Regions from separate parts of the Mus musculus genome. Here all the other regions are linked to region 1. A link is a contact called in public Hi-C and promoter capture Hi-C data. All regions are on one chromosome and are shown on one strand. Each heading gives the region's core, a stretch centred on a gene start, on an enhancer-like site or on the middle of the called end of the contact. The rest is flanking DNA. Distances are from core to core; before and after follow the strand shown.

Region 1 (4,306 bases), core at 291-2,790:
GAAACCCTAAGACACCCTCTTTCTGTCTTTAGTAGTACATGTTCATGTCAAAGGTCTCCACCTCTGAGTGCTGGAGCTGACCCTTGACCCCAGAGGACCTCCTCCCTCCCTCCCCCATCACATAAGTTCATCTTCAAGTTCAAGCAGATGCTGGGGCTTAGGCTCAGTCCCAATCCCCAGCTTCTCATTAACCAGGCATGGTGGTGTACAGTCACCCCAGCACTGGGGAGGAAGAGGCAGGAGTTCAAGATAAATTTTAGCTACATGAGACTCTTCCCCAAAATGGGTGTGAAAAGAAAGGGGTCAGGAGAGAGAAGAGGATGGCTGGAACTGGGGAAGACCAGGAGAGCCGCCAGGCCCTCAGCCACGTCCTGTAATTGTGTAACAAATGGTGTCTCCAGGGAGGGTTCCTGGAAAGGGAACAGGGTTGCAACATCATGTTAAAAATGTAGCTCTCAGGATTTCCGGTCAAAAAGTTAACTAGCTAGGAAGCTAAGTGGGGACACTTCAACAACAATGGAGGATGCTCACTAAATGTCACTCACCAAACAATGGATGCCCTTCTGCAGGAACCCTGTTAGGATAACTTTTGGGGAGTGTGTCTTTATTTACAAAAGCTCTTTAGAGGCTTGAGAGAGGTGGCTCTGCGAGGAGGGGAGTCCATGTCCCAGCACTCATGTGGCCTTAACTCCAGTTACAAGAAATCCATTGTGGGTCTGGAGAGATGGCTCAGTGGTTAAGAGCACTGACTGCTCTTCTGAAGGTCCTGAGTTCAAATCCCAGCAACCACATGGTGGCTCACAACCACCTTTAATGAGATCTGACGCCCTCGAATCTGAAGACTGCTACAGTGTACTTAGGTGTACTTAGATATAATAATAAATTTAAAAAAATTAAAAGGAAAGAAACCCATTGTCCTCTTCTGTCACACTCGCGTGGCTCAGACACAATGCACAGATAAGAAGTAAAACATGAGCCGGGCGTGGTGGCGCACACCTTTAATGCAGAGGCAGGTGGCAGAGGCAGGCGGATTTCTGAGTTCGAGGCCAGCCTGGTCTACAGAGTGAGTTCCAGGACAGCCAGGGCTATACTGAGAAACCCCGTCTCGAAAAACAAAAAACAAAGTAAAACATGGTGTGGGCGAGATCTAGACAGAGCAGGCAGATCTTAGAGTTCAAAGCTAGCCTGATTAAGTGGAGAGTTTCCGAGCGCTGGGATGAGCGGCGTAAGCAATCTGGGACTAGAACCCGGGGCCACCTTTTGGAAGGCAGCTTTCCTAACCACTATTCTACCAATATCTCAGCTTTCTTAGATATTTTTAATAGGTCACTGCAGGGTCGAGCTGGCCAGCAGAACTGGAGCAGGGGTGTCCATCCCGCAGTCCTCTCCCAGACAGCAAGGGGCCACCAGCCTTGCCTTCAGCCCTAAGACGCTCCTGAGCATTGTCCCCTAGAGTTTCACGGACGTTGGTTCTGCCCTGACGTTACCCAATCAAAAGCCTCTGCTTCTGCAGCTCAACTTCCGGGTCAAAGGAGGCGCAGCTGGCGGGTCCCCCCGGTGTCCGCCGCCTTCGCTGTCCCCCCGCGCCCGCCACTTCCGGGCCCTCGTCTTGGGCATGGAGCGTCGCGTGTGAGGCGCCGCCGGCCCCGGGGACGCCCTGCTCAGCTTGTCCTCCGCGCCACGCTCGGGTGAGCAGCGTCCGGCCCCGGCTCGCCGCCTCCCGCCCCGGCCGGCGCCGTCCGCCCGCCTCGGCGCCGCGCGCCCTGTCCTCGTCGTCCCCGCCGCTCTGGTCGCCGCGCTTCGCCGGTTCCGGGCCGCGCCCAAGAGCTGCTGCCGCACCGCTGCGGAGACGCAGCCGCCAGCTTCATCGCAGAGCGCGGCTCAGCCCGGCGTCCGCGCAGCCTCCGCCAGCCTCCGCCAGCCTCGTCTCTGCCAAACCCTCCCTCCCGGCCTCATCCTTCCCAACCTGATCCCCTCAAGCCTCATCCTCTTCCATCTTGATCTTCTAAAGCCGGATCCCCGCAAGCCTGATTCCCCTCCCAGCTTGATCCCTCAAGCCTGATCCCCAAAACTTGATCCGTCCAACTTGTTCCCTCAAGGCCTGATAGTCCAGGTTGACCCTCCTCTCAAACCTGAAATCCTAAAGCTTCATACCCCAAAGCTTGAAACCCGCAGCATGAACCTCTCCAAATGACCCTACCAGCCTGACTCTTCCAAGACTGGTCACTCCCCAAGCCTGATCCTTCACTCAGCCCTTATCCTCTGCCTCAGTTTCCACATTGTCGCATGCCAAGCTTGATACCCTCCCAGACTAAAATCATATCCTCTGTCTCATCCCTTTCCTCCCCGGATTAGCTTGAACCCCCTCAGCTTCCAGCATTCATTCCCTGCATCTTGAGCCCCACCCTTAGGATCTCGGCCTTAGGCCCATCCATCCCCTCCCCATCCACGATTTTGCCCAGCCTTTGACCTCAGCGGCCTTTTTGCTGCCTGTTACCCAGGCTCCCTCGGGAGCCCCCAGGGCAATCACCAACCTGCTTTCGAAGAGTTGGGACTGGTGCCCAGGAGGTGTGGACCACAGTCGCCAGTTCCCTGCTGGGTCCCAGGGAGACCGCACACTGAGGGACACGTCTCTTCCAAGTACAACCCAGGGCATGTTGGCAGCCCCGAGGGGCTGGGAGGCTCAGTTAGAGTCGAACCAGGTAGATAGGGTTAGGCACAGGCGGAGACTCCCGCCCGCATGGAAAGTGAGTGAGAAGAAGCCACACACATCACCGGCCCCTCCATCTTCACCGGCCCCTTCATCCTCACTGGTTCCCCAGTTCACACCAACCACTCCATCCTTGCCAGCCCCTCATCTTCCGCCAACCCCTTCATCCTTGCCAGACCCCATTTTCACCAACCCCTTCATTCTTGCCAGCCCTTCCCATCTGCCCACCTTAACAACACCACATTTGTTCTTCTAAGGTCCGTGCCCCTCGCCTGCAGCTGCCATGGAAGCTCCTTGGACCCTTTAGAAGGTGAGTTGTGCTGGGGTCGGGCAGCAAGGCAGGCTCTGTGGTGGGCTGGGGCTTGCTGTGGAATGCAGAGGTTGACAGTGGCTTTGGGGCCAGTTACCCCTGGTCTTGGTCCCTGCTGCAGTACTTTGCCCTCTCCAGGGGGACAAAGGAAGAGTGGCTAGTAAGCTGGGTTTGAGGGAGGCTTGGCCAACCTCCCTAGCTCATCTGATACAGTACCTAGTGTGTGGGCATCAGTCTTTATGGTAGTGTTTGCCTCAGAGAGACCATTGGGTGTGATTTTAAAATGGCTCATTCATCTGACAGCTGTCATTATGAAAATCTGTGTGTGCACTCCCGAATCCTCACTTAGCCCCAGGCATAGATATTGTAGTCTGGGTTTATAGCTTTGAGAGTCACACAGCACAGATATGACTAAGCTGGGGTTGGACCCTTCTCCCTGACATGGGAAGTCCTGCTTTTCAGCACTGGACAGAGAACACTGGCCACTCTTCCACTTTGTGTTCAGGTGGCATCAAACATCCATCAGACTCTTCTGAGAAGGCGACTGGGTGGTGACTGGGGACAGTAACCAGGATGGCATAATGGCTTGTGCCTTTAGACACTGACAGAATGCTGCCTGGAAAGGAGCTGTCATCCCTTGGGGGCACTGGGGCAGGTTGTTCTCTATGAGGCATCCTGGGCCCTGCAAAGTACCTGAACACTGTCCCAGTGGCCAAGCTCTGGTCTGGACAGACAGACATGTCCCCAGACATTTCCTGGGCTCCCCATTCAACAGAGTCACCTGCCTTGAGGCCATAGTGTTGTCCAAGTAACTTTTCCTAGCTTTTCTTAGGCAGCTGTTACTCAGAGTCAGCAGCTGATGGGAGACAAGGATTGAGGCTTACATTCTGTTTCCACTGTGCCCTGGGCTGGAAGTGGGGAGTCTTGTCTTAGGGGAGAGGGAGCAACAGCCCCATACACAGAAGATGTTGAGACAAACAGGAAAAGGTGTTTGGGTTTGGTTTGGGGTGAAGGTCTAAAGTGTAGGTGGTGGGGGCCTTGGGTACTGAGGTACCCTGGAGACAGGAGAGTGCTCTGGGACCTCTAAATCCCAGAAACCCACCCCGCAAAAGATACAGGTTGCTGTTGCTTGGGACCCAGTGAGACTCTTAGCACAGGGTGTCCCTGATCCCCAGCGCCCTTCTGGAGGCAGAGGCGAACTGCTGGCATGGCAGACCCACACTGGTGCCCAGAGCCAGTCAGTGGGTCAGTGTTAAAAAGATCAAGTTGCGTCTGGATGAGGAGGA
Region 2 (4,375 bases), core at 787-3,286, 130 kb before region 1:
ACGGTGTAGGTGATAGAGCTCCCAAGGGTAGGGGATCCCAGGTCCCCAATTATTTAAGTGCTCCAGGCTAGTGCTGCAGTACAGGCACCACACAACCATGACAAGACAGCTGTGACAAACAAGGGGCAGTTGGGTCCCACTGCAGCAGGCACACACACACACACACACTCACACTCACACATACACACACACATACATGCTCACATTCTTACAGATACCCACACATAAACACACAGACTCAGATTCTTATACTCACACACATATTCTTACACAGACACACCATACACATACATATACACATTCTTACACAGATAGCCACCCACACATTCACATTCTTATAGACATGCACGCATACACACACACAAATACACCATAGCGCGAACACACATACACACACGCACGCACGCACGCACGCACGTACGTACACACACCAGTCAAGGCTGATGAGCCTATGCCCTTGGCTCATACACGGCTCGGCTCATACGGCAGAGCACGGGCCACAGATGCTTGTGGTGTCTGTCCATCTGCCCTCAGAAGGTAGGAAGAGGTGTGTGCTCATGCTGTGCTGTGTGTGCCTAGGGCTCAGATGAAGTCAGCCTCCCCAGCATTCTCTCCCATGGATTAACATAGGTCCACAAGGTTACAGGGAACCTGAGCCACAACTTAGTATGACAGCTCCATTCAGACAGGCAGGCAAAACAGTAGAATGCAAAGTTTAGGCAGAGTCGCAGGGCCCCAAGAACAAGGTACTTAACCTCTGCCACTCCATCAATAATTAAAAGTGTCTCCTGGCACCACCACCCCTAGGCATCAGGTCCCCTTCCAACCCTAGCCCTCCAAAAGCTTTGTCCCTCATAGCAGCAGGTTCTGTGTCCCACCCAAGCTAGGCCACTCCCTAGAGTCAGGAACACAACATGTGCCCTGATTTGGTCTAGGAACCCTGGGCTTGTTCAGAGGGCTCCACTTGTGCACAGGAGCCAACTGTTTGAAACCTGGACTCCATCAGCTATTCTTAGAGCCCTGGATCAGGAGGGCAAATCCAACCTGTCTGAGCCAGCCCAAGCCACAGCCACAAAACCAGTGTCTGCCTCCATGTTTAAGAAGGTCGGGGAGGCAGTGCCACAGTGTCTGGGCACAAAGGAGCTTGGGAGTGGCATGACGCACCTTGGCCAGGCCAGCACGGTGGGCACCCTGCGACTCAATGTACGCCACATATCTGTTGAAGTCCCTGAATTCATCCATGGTGGGGCGGAAAGTCATGATCTTACAGCTGGGGTTCTGGGCGCTGTGGTCCTCGGACCCCATGGTTGCAGCAAAGTGGAGCTACACCTGTGAGGAGATAAGAGCAGTCAGCATAGCCCTGCCATCACCACCTCCAAGCCTCCCTTGGAGGCAACGAAATACCCACAGCTCCTGAGGGCAACAGCAGGCAGCCGTGCCAGGCCAGCAAACCACAAAGCCCCATACTCCCACCAGTCAAAAGCCAAGGTGACACCGGTTGAGTAAACACATAGGAACCCTCCTTCTAAAGCTGACGGGGTCCCAGAAGCTGTGTATTTTCCAATCAGAGGCCCCCTGGAGCCCAGCACTGTTCTCAGCAGGGACCTTCCCATGCAGACCTTGTAGCCTTAGGTCACCACGTCACCCAGGAGCCCTGTGCACATGTGAGAGCACACTGGGCTTGTTCAGAGGGCTCCACTTGTGCACAGGAGCCAACTGTTTGAAACCTGGACTCCATCAGCTATTCTTAGAGCCCTGGATCAGGAGGGCAAATCCAACCTGTCTGAGCCAGCCCAAGCCACAGCTAACATCAACTTACCTGTGCTGGCCTCCTACCTGCCCCTTGTAAAGGGATCTTCTCAGCCAGGTGCCTTCTCCTCACTGGGCAATCATATGGCCTGCAGCCCAGGGTCCAGAAAGGGTTGTGGAGTCCCATCCTCCTAGAGAACTGCCCCCCCACACACACACACACATACACACAGGCCCCAAAGTGGGAGTAGAGAATAGCTCCTATGCATTTCCCAAAGTGTCCACCAAGTGGCAGCACATGCCCATAAATGGAGTAGAGGGCTTGATTACAGCCGTGAGCTAGGCCACCAGTTGGTGTCTGAGCACCCAAAGGCCACAGTCCTTCAGGGCTCTGGAGAGGAATAAGGCTGCGTGCATCACCTGGGTGTCCTGAGGGTCTACTAGACATAGCCCTCAGAGCTCACAGGAGCACAGGGTTTACAGAGGGGGACTGCCAGACATTGTCCTCCAGTACACAAGGGGAAGGCCCTAACCACATAACTAGAAGCTATCCTGCTAGACAACTGACCCCACCAGCAGGTCTCAGGACTGCCACTGCTCCCCAGCAGCCCCACACTAATTGCTGAGCTCACCTGCCACCTCCTAGATGTAGAGGGTGAGAGCTAGGGAAGGATGATGTAGAAGGCACAGCACCTCCTCAGGGGCCCCAGCAGCCTCAGTGTTAGAATGGGCAGGTGGGAGGCACATGGAAGGGCCCAGGACCACTAACTCCTCTCAGCCCTGACCATGGCCCTCCTCCGCTGCCTCACAGGCCACACGAAATGGTGGAGCAGAGTTTCTTCTATGAGCTGAGTCCTGTGCCACAGAGCTGTTCCAGAGCCGGACCACTGGGAACCAATGGCCTGTCTCTCTACCTCGTGGGATAAGGGTGCCTGCACCCACCATTTCCCTTTCACACAGGTTCTCTCCTTCATGATGACTTTGGTCTCCCACCTGCCTGCCTGTCTCTTACTCAAGTCCAATATGGTCGGGGAAAAGGCCCAGGCTGCCACCAGGGTGCTGTGTGGGCACCTGTGACGGGGGATGAGACCTGAGAGCTGTGTCCCATCAAGGGGCCACTTCAGCCCCCACACTGGGTGCTAGTGATAGTGGGGCACAGACAGAGCACCACACTGGTACACAAAATGCAGCTAACCTCCTGCTGGCCACATGAAGGCTCACCAGAAAGAGGGCTAGGACATAGCAGGCAGCACTGCCCAAACATGCAGAGGTCGGAAGGCAACCTGCAGTTGTCAGCTCTCTCCTTCCACAAGTGTGACCCAGGGTTAAACCTCGGAGTTGTCATGCTTGGCAGCAGGTGACTTTACCTGACGAGGACTTGGGATCCTGAAGGTCCCAGCTGCAGATTATCAGCAGAGAATGAGGCCCACACTGACCCCTCTGGCTATCCTGAGAGGCATAGCAGAGGTGTGGACCAGGACTAGTAGAGACAAATATCACTCCCTCCAGAAGAAAAGGACCCTTGGGATAGGAGAAGGGATCAGCCAGAGCTCTCTGGGGCATGCATCACAAGAGATGCAGGGAGATAAGGCTCAAGTCCTAAGAGAAGCTGGACAGGCTGGCAGGTGCAGTGGCCCAGGTCCCCAGGAGAGCCAGGCAGGCCAGGTGCTTTCCACCACAGATGCACCATGAACTTGGGCACCATCTGAGAATCTCCATCTATCTATAGCAACGAGTTACAGCTGCCACTGACATGGGGTACACAAAAGCCCGCAGGACACAGGCGTGCCCATTATCTGCTATGGGCCCAGCACAATGGATTCTAGGTGCCACTCACCTTGAGGCCCTGGGCTAGGCAGGGCTAGTAGCCTCCTACCCAGCCTCAGATTGTATGTGCTGGGCACTGGGGGAAGAGGACAGCCAGCCACCACCTGCTAGCCAGCAAACAGGAAACTCACTGTCTCCACTTAGTGGCAACAACTCCTTATTGCCCACAGGGAAAGTGCCCTGCCCTCCTCCTGCCTGTTAAAACAGGGACTGAGAGTAAGGTGTCCAATAAGACCTACCCAACCCTGCTCCTACTGTTCAGAAACATGTGTCAAGACCAGAGCTTTCAGGCCAGGCTGAGTGGCTGGTGGCCTGCCCTAGGCTATAGCACAGGGTCTGCACACAAAGAGCCTCTGCAATGGCTGCTTCTTCAGTGGGACACTGTGTGGCCAGGCTATGTCATGTCACCTGTACCCCATTGCCTACACACACTTGTCCCACACACACACAAGCCCTAGGACAAAGCCTCCCAGAGGGAAGACTAGGGGCACATAGGCTGGGCTCCAAGGGCCTGAGAAGGCAGGGGGATAGCATTTGGGCTGAGCCCTTTGACACACAGAAGCAATCAGGCACCATGAGGCCAGGACAGCACAGGTGCCACACCCTAGGCAGTACCCTCAGGAAACAGAACAGGAGCCTGACAGGCCCCTCAGTAGTGACACTACAGGTGTCAGTCCTGCTGGTGTCCCAGGGTGTCTTCCCAACCTCCCCTGCTCCTGAAGGTCCCTCCCCCTGGAGGTCTGATACCTCAAACTTCCTGGTGACTCCCAGCTAACCATGGGCTTGGGCTACCATCTTG
Region 3 (4,684 bases), core at 404-2,903, 230 kb after region 1:
ACTCGGCTTCCAGATCCTCCTGGACTTTGGCTGAGTTTGCCTGCAATGGAGAGAGGCTACCATGAGGCTAGAGCAGTAATGCATGTTTTAGCCCCAGCCCTGGGGAGGCAGAGGCAGGTGAATCTCTTTGAGTTCCAAGCTAGCCTGCTCTATAGAGCAAGTCTTGAGCCAGCAAGGGCTGCAGAGAGAAACCCCATCTCACAAAAGAAAAGGCAAGGGCTATGCAGACGGGGAAACCAAGGTGTGGAGAGTCCCCAGCAGACAGAGGGGTGCCTCCTGGCCTCTCCCCTGCACCCACATCTGCAGACAGGAGCAGACTGTTCACCTCTACATTCAGCAACATCTGCTTCAGGGAGTAGATGAAGGTCTGCGTCTCCTCATTCTTCATGGCCAGGGTAGTGATGATTTTTCTTAGCGCCTCCTGGGGGACAGAAGGAACATGGGGCAGCAGGTTGGGGGAGCGCTGTCCTCCAGGAATACAGGTCTGATGTGAGGCTGTGAGATTCCCATAGTAGAGAAGAAAACTGGAGCCCACAGAGCCTCTCAGGGACAGACTTTGAGCACTGAGCTTATTTGGTTTTGACTTTGGGTGTGTGTGTGTGTGTGTGTGTGTGTGTGTGTGCACATATGTATGCATGCACATGCATGTGGAGGCCAGGGGTCAATGTTGGCTGTCTTCCTCTCTCAATGTCCACCTATTACTTGAGTATGGTTTCTCAGTGAGCCTGGTCTAGGCCAGCTGCCATCGAGCCCCAGGGATCCTCCTGTGTCCGTGTCCCTAGGGCTGGGGCTGTAGTGTATGCAGCTACACACTAAACTAGCTTCCTACGTGGGCGTTGGGAACTTGAACTCAGGTTCTCACATTTGCATAGCAAACACTTTACCCACTGAGACACCTCCACAGCTCCTTGTTCAGTTTTGGAGACAGAGTCTCACTGTGTAGCCTAGGCTAGTCTTGAACTAACATCTACCTCTTGCCTCTACCTCTAGAGGATAGGACACAGGAGTGTACCACCAGCAACCCAGGCCAGTAGGTGCATCTTTAAAGCTGAAGGTGAGCTGCACCGAGAGAGTAGTCTGGGCAAGGCGAGTCCCAGAGTCCAACTGAGTATATGGAGAAACAAACTTCTCCTGGGAGAGGCGTGATAGGCAGGGGTCCGCCTGGGAAGTGGACGGGTTTCACTTGGGCAGCTGGAAGGTCTTGCTTGTGAAGGACTGGGCAAGGAGAGGAGGATCCTCTGGGAAAGCAGGTGGAGGACACCAGAAGCCGGTTCCCACCCAGGGTGGTGGGGCTGGGCCCTGCGTAGCTTGGGTTGGTGACCTGTGGGGTGGATTAGGATCCCAGGCTAGGATGACGAGATGCTGAGGGAGGGCAGGAGCGGGGAGGAGAGGTAGGGGGTCTGCGTGTTAACAGGAGCCGCTGTGCGGGCGGCCCGTGCGGGGGGAGGGGCGCTGCGGCATCACCTGGTCCCCTCCCTGTTCCCAATCCCTGCATTTCTCCAGGTCCTACCCTCTGGTCTTCCATAGTTGCAGCCCCCTGTTGCCTTGGCCTGGCCGCGGGTCCCCTTCAGCTGGTTCTCCAAACCCTTAAAGTTCCTTGGACGCAGACAGCAGCCAACTAGCCTTCCGTGCCCTCGCCGCCTCCGCCGCCGCGCCCCCTGCTCAGCGCTCCATCACTACATGTACTACGCATGCGCGAGCGACCGGCGCTGCTTGGGAAATGTAGTTGTCTTCCTCCGGAGCTTGGGTTATCCCAGTGTAATACTGGGAGGGATGAGGAAGCCCTCAGGCGGAAGGCAGGATATCTGAGTTTGGCCTCTTATCCTGTCTTGTGAACTCAGGACTATCCCTTACTCACCTCAGATTGATCCGGTTTGCTATTCAAATTGGCACCCAGGGTGCCCACCCTTTCCTACCCTGAGAGCTGTCCTTCGGTGGCCCACATGCTTGCCACTTACTGCTTGTACAACCAACCAGAATAGAGCCATTATGGTCGCACAGTGAGACAAGGTCCTATACATCCCCCAAAGCCTCAGATTGTATCTTCCCCTAGAAACCTTTCTACCAGCCCTTGCTCTTCAGGGCTAGACATATTTATCTAAAGAGTTCATCTGCTATTAGCCCGGCAAAGGCTGAGGCAGAGTTTCTCAACCACATTGGGGTCAAATGACTTCTTCACAGGGATCGCCTAAGACCCTTGGAAAACAAAAATATTTACGTTATGATTCATAACAGTAGCAAAATTATGGGTATGAAGTAGCAATGAAAAATTTTATGGGTGGGGGGTCACCACAACATGAGGGACTATATTAAAGGGTTCAAGCATTAGGAAGGTTGAGGACCACCAGCCTGGGGCTTCATCAACCCCAGGGTCTTTAAACACTGCCCTCCCCCCACTCCTAAGAAAATAGGTCATGGTTGTGATTGGGTATGAGACAACTCTCTTGGTCAACTATTACAGTATTGGCCACTGACCCCAGAGTGGGGCTGAGGCTGGAAGTTGACTGTGAGAACCACTCACCACTCAAAGCCTCCGCTTCTGCCCAGACCTTGCAGGTGGCCATGAGAACCTGTAAGAGGCAGACTTGGCCTGGACAGGTTAAGACCACTTCATTCACAGAGAGGTCCTAACCTTCCAGCGGGAATGAAGATGGCATAATTGGCTGGGGATGTCTGTGCACTCACTGCCCACCAGGAGTTACAGCTGCCCTTATGGTTTGACTGAGAACAGGGTGACTTGATTTTCCTACCAGAGGAGGTCTCTCTCTCTAAAGCCCAGACTGGCCTGCAACTCAAGAGACTCCCTGCCTCTGCTTCCCGAGTGCTGGGATTAAAGGTGTGCGCACCACACCCGGCACAATGGCAACAGCGGTGACACTGATGGTTATTACCTGTGTGACCCCAAAGTTACCACAGAATTCTGCTGACATGGCCTAGCCCCATGCCCAGAACTGCAGACTGCAACAAGGGAAAGACTTGAGACCCCGGAACTTAGACAGGGGATTCCTAACTTATGTTGCCCAGGCTGGCCTTATACTCCACGTGTAGCCAAGGCTACCCTGTGTGAAGGTATTAGATTCCTTAGAACTGGAGTTATGGATAGTTGTGAGCTGCCATGTGGGTGCTGGGAGTTGAACCAGGTCCTCTGGAAGAGCAAACAGTGCTCTTTAGTGCTGAGCCATCTCTCCAGCCTTACCCTGGAAGTCTTGATCCTCCTGCCTTTACTGTGTTGGGATAACAGGTGTGCCCCACCATGTTTGTGTTAGGGGGTGCTAGAGTTGGAACCCAGGCCTTGTGTGCTCTGGAAGAGTGCCCACCCCACTGAGCCCTGGGCTCTCATCTCTCACCACCCCTCTGTCTCACACTCTGCCCTTGCTTTTCCTCTGCATCCTTTGTATATTTCTGTAGAATCTTCAAAGAGGTTTCCATTTCCACCACCCCAGTCTCTACACTCACAGATAAATGCATACTCCCTTTTGGATGTAGAATACTTTGAGAGAAACTGAGGCATGGGGTGGAAGGTACTCAGCCCCTTTCTCCTCACAGCCTGGAACACAGGATGTCTGCCTGCCCTCTGTCTTTCCCCACCCTCAGTGTCACTTCAACGGAGGTGGGGTGGATACTGTGACAGGAAGAGAGTGTGTGGGGTGGCTGAGGTGACACAGGTGCAGCATGGTGGCATGGTGAGCCTGGGGCCTGATGGTTCAGGGATGGGTTCTCCTGGCTGGGTATTCATCCTTCTGCAGCTCTGGGGTGAATATCTGGGGGTCCCCACTTTATGTATCCCCTCCAGTTATCTAGCCCACTTCAGCTGCCTGATTCCTCATCAGAACCACCCTGAACTTCAGTCTCCTCTTCTGGACACTTAGGCCCTCATGGAGGTTGGATGCCCTTATGGAGTCTTCAGAAGAATTCAAACCACAACTTAAACACCAGCCTTTGGGGACCTGGGACTCCGCCTCTTTGGCCCTCACACTTTTTTGTTCCTTTGAGACAGGATACTGCTTTTGGGGGGGGGGTCAGGTTCCTACTATGTAGCCCAGGCTGGCCTGGAACTCAGAGATCTGCTTGCTTTTGCTTCCAAAGAGTTGGAATAAATGCATGTTCCACCATTGTCTTAGTTAGGGTTTTACTGCTGTGAACAGACACCATGACCAATGCAAGTCTTATAAAAACAACATTTAATTGGGGCTGCCTTACAGGTTCAGAGGTTCAGTCCATCATCACCAAGGTGGGAGCATGGCAGTATCCAGGCAGGCATGGTGCAGGCAGAGCTGAGAGTTCTACATCTTCATCCAAAGGCTGCTAGTGGAAGACTGACTTCCAGGCAACTGGGGTGAGAGTCTTAAGCCCACACCCACAGTAACACACCTACTCCAACCAGGTCACACCTATTCCAACAAGGCCACACCTCCAAATGGTGCCACTCCTTGGTCCAAGAATATACAAACCATCACATTCCACTCCCTGGCCCTCATAGAATTGTTCAAAAACATGAGTCTATGGGGGCCATACTTAAACATAGCATAATGCAAATGCATTCAGTCCAACTTTCAAAGTCCTCATAGTCTATAGCAGTCTCAACAATGTTAAAAGTCCAAAGTTCAAGGGCTCTTCTGAGATTCATCCAACTAATTAACTGTAATCTCCAAAGCAAGGCAGGAAACCAGCTGGGCAAACTCCA

What was found. Promoter capture Hi-C pulls out the DNA fragments that hold promoters and counts their contacts. Hi-C and Micro-C count contacts between places; a contact is called where the count stands out from the background.
Region 2: a Hi-C map of cortical neurons shows a contact between it and region 1, with 2.3 times the contacts expected there. The contact joins the enhancer-like site here to the promoter of Dpp9 in region 1. A contact is called at or near these places in 5 of 39 promoter capture datasets (the C10 cell line, embryonic stem cells, hippocampal neurons and 1 more), 18 of 484 Hi-C or Micro-C datasets (B cells, CD4 T cells, the G1E-ER4 cell line and 11 more), 4 of 115 datasets of contacts at active chromatin or transcription factors (embryonic stem cells, fetal liver, pancreatic cancer cells and 1 more) and 4 of 9 other capture datasets (adipose tissue, embryonic stem cells, liver and 1 more).
Region 3: a promoter capture Hi-C map of neural stem cells shows a contact between it and region 1. The contact joins the promoter of Fsd1 here to the promoter of Dpp9 in region 1. A contact is called at or near these places in 2 of 39 promoter capture datasets (embryonic stem cells and neural stem cells), 1 of 115 datasets of contacts at active chromatin or transcription factors (embryonic stem cells) and 2 of 9 other capture datasets (adipose tissue and liver).

The regions. Positions count from the first base shown.
Region 1 is chr17:56,216,123-56,220,428 of GRCm38.p6, reverse strand. Dpp9 (dipeptidylpeptidase 9) reads left to right here and starts at 1,540. Exons shown (of 21, transcript NM_172624.3): 1 at 1,540-1,688; 2 at 2,968-3,020.
Region 2 is chr17:56,348,587-56,352,961 of GRCm38.p6, reverse strand. Kdm4b (lysine (K)-specific demethylase 4B) reads right to left here. Exons shown (of 23, transcript NM_172132.3): 2 at 1,165-1,329. The coding sequence starts at 1,305. Among named protein-coding and RNA genes, the nearest start is that of Kdm4b, 25 kb to the right of the region's middle. Within about 2 kb of position 2,036, at least 18 of the 459 cell types and tissues checked have an H3K27ac peak or open chromatin away from gene starts, as enhancers often do. A contact at or near this core is called in B cells and cortical neurons, where this site is marked.
Region 3 is chr17:55,983,480-55,988,163 of GRCm38.p6, reverse strand. It overlaps Fsd1 (fibronectin type 3 and SPRY domain-containing protein), which reads right to left and starts at 1,653. Exons shown (of 13, transcript NM_183178.2): 1 at 1,511-1,653; 2 at 326-421; 3 at 1-40. The coding sequence starts at 1,525.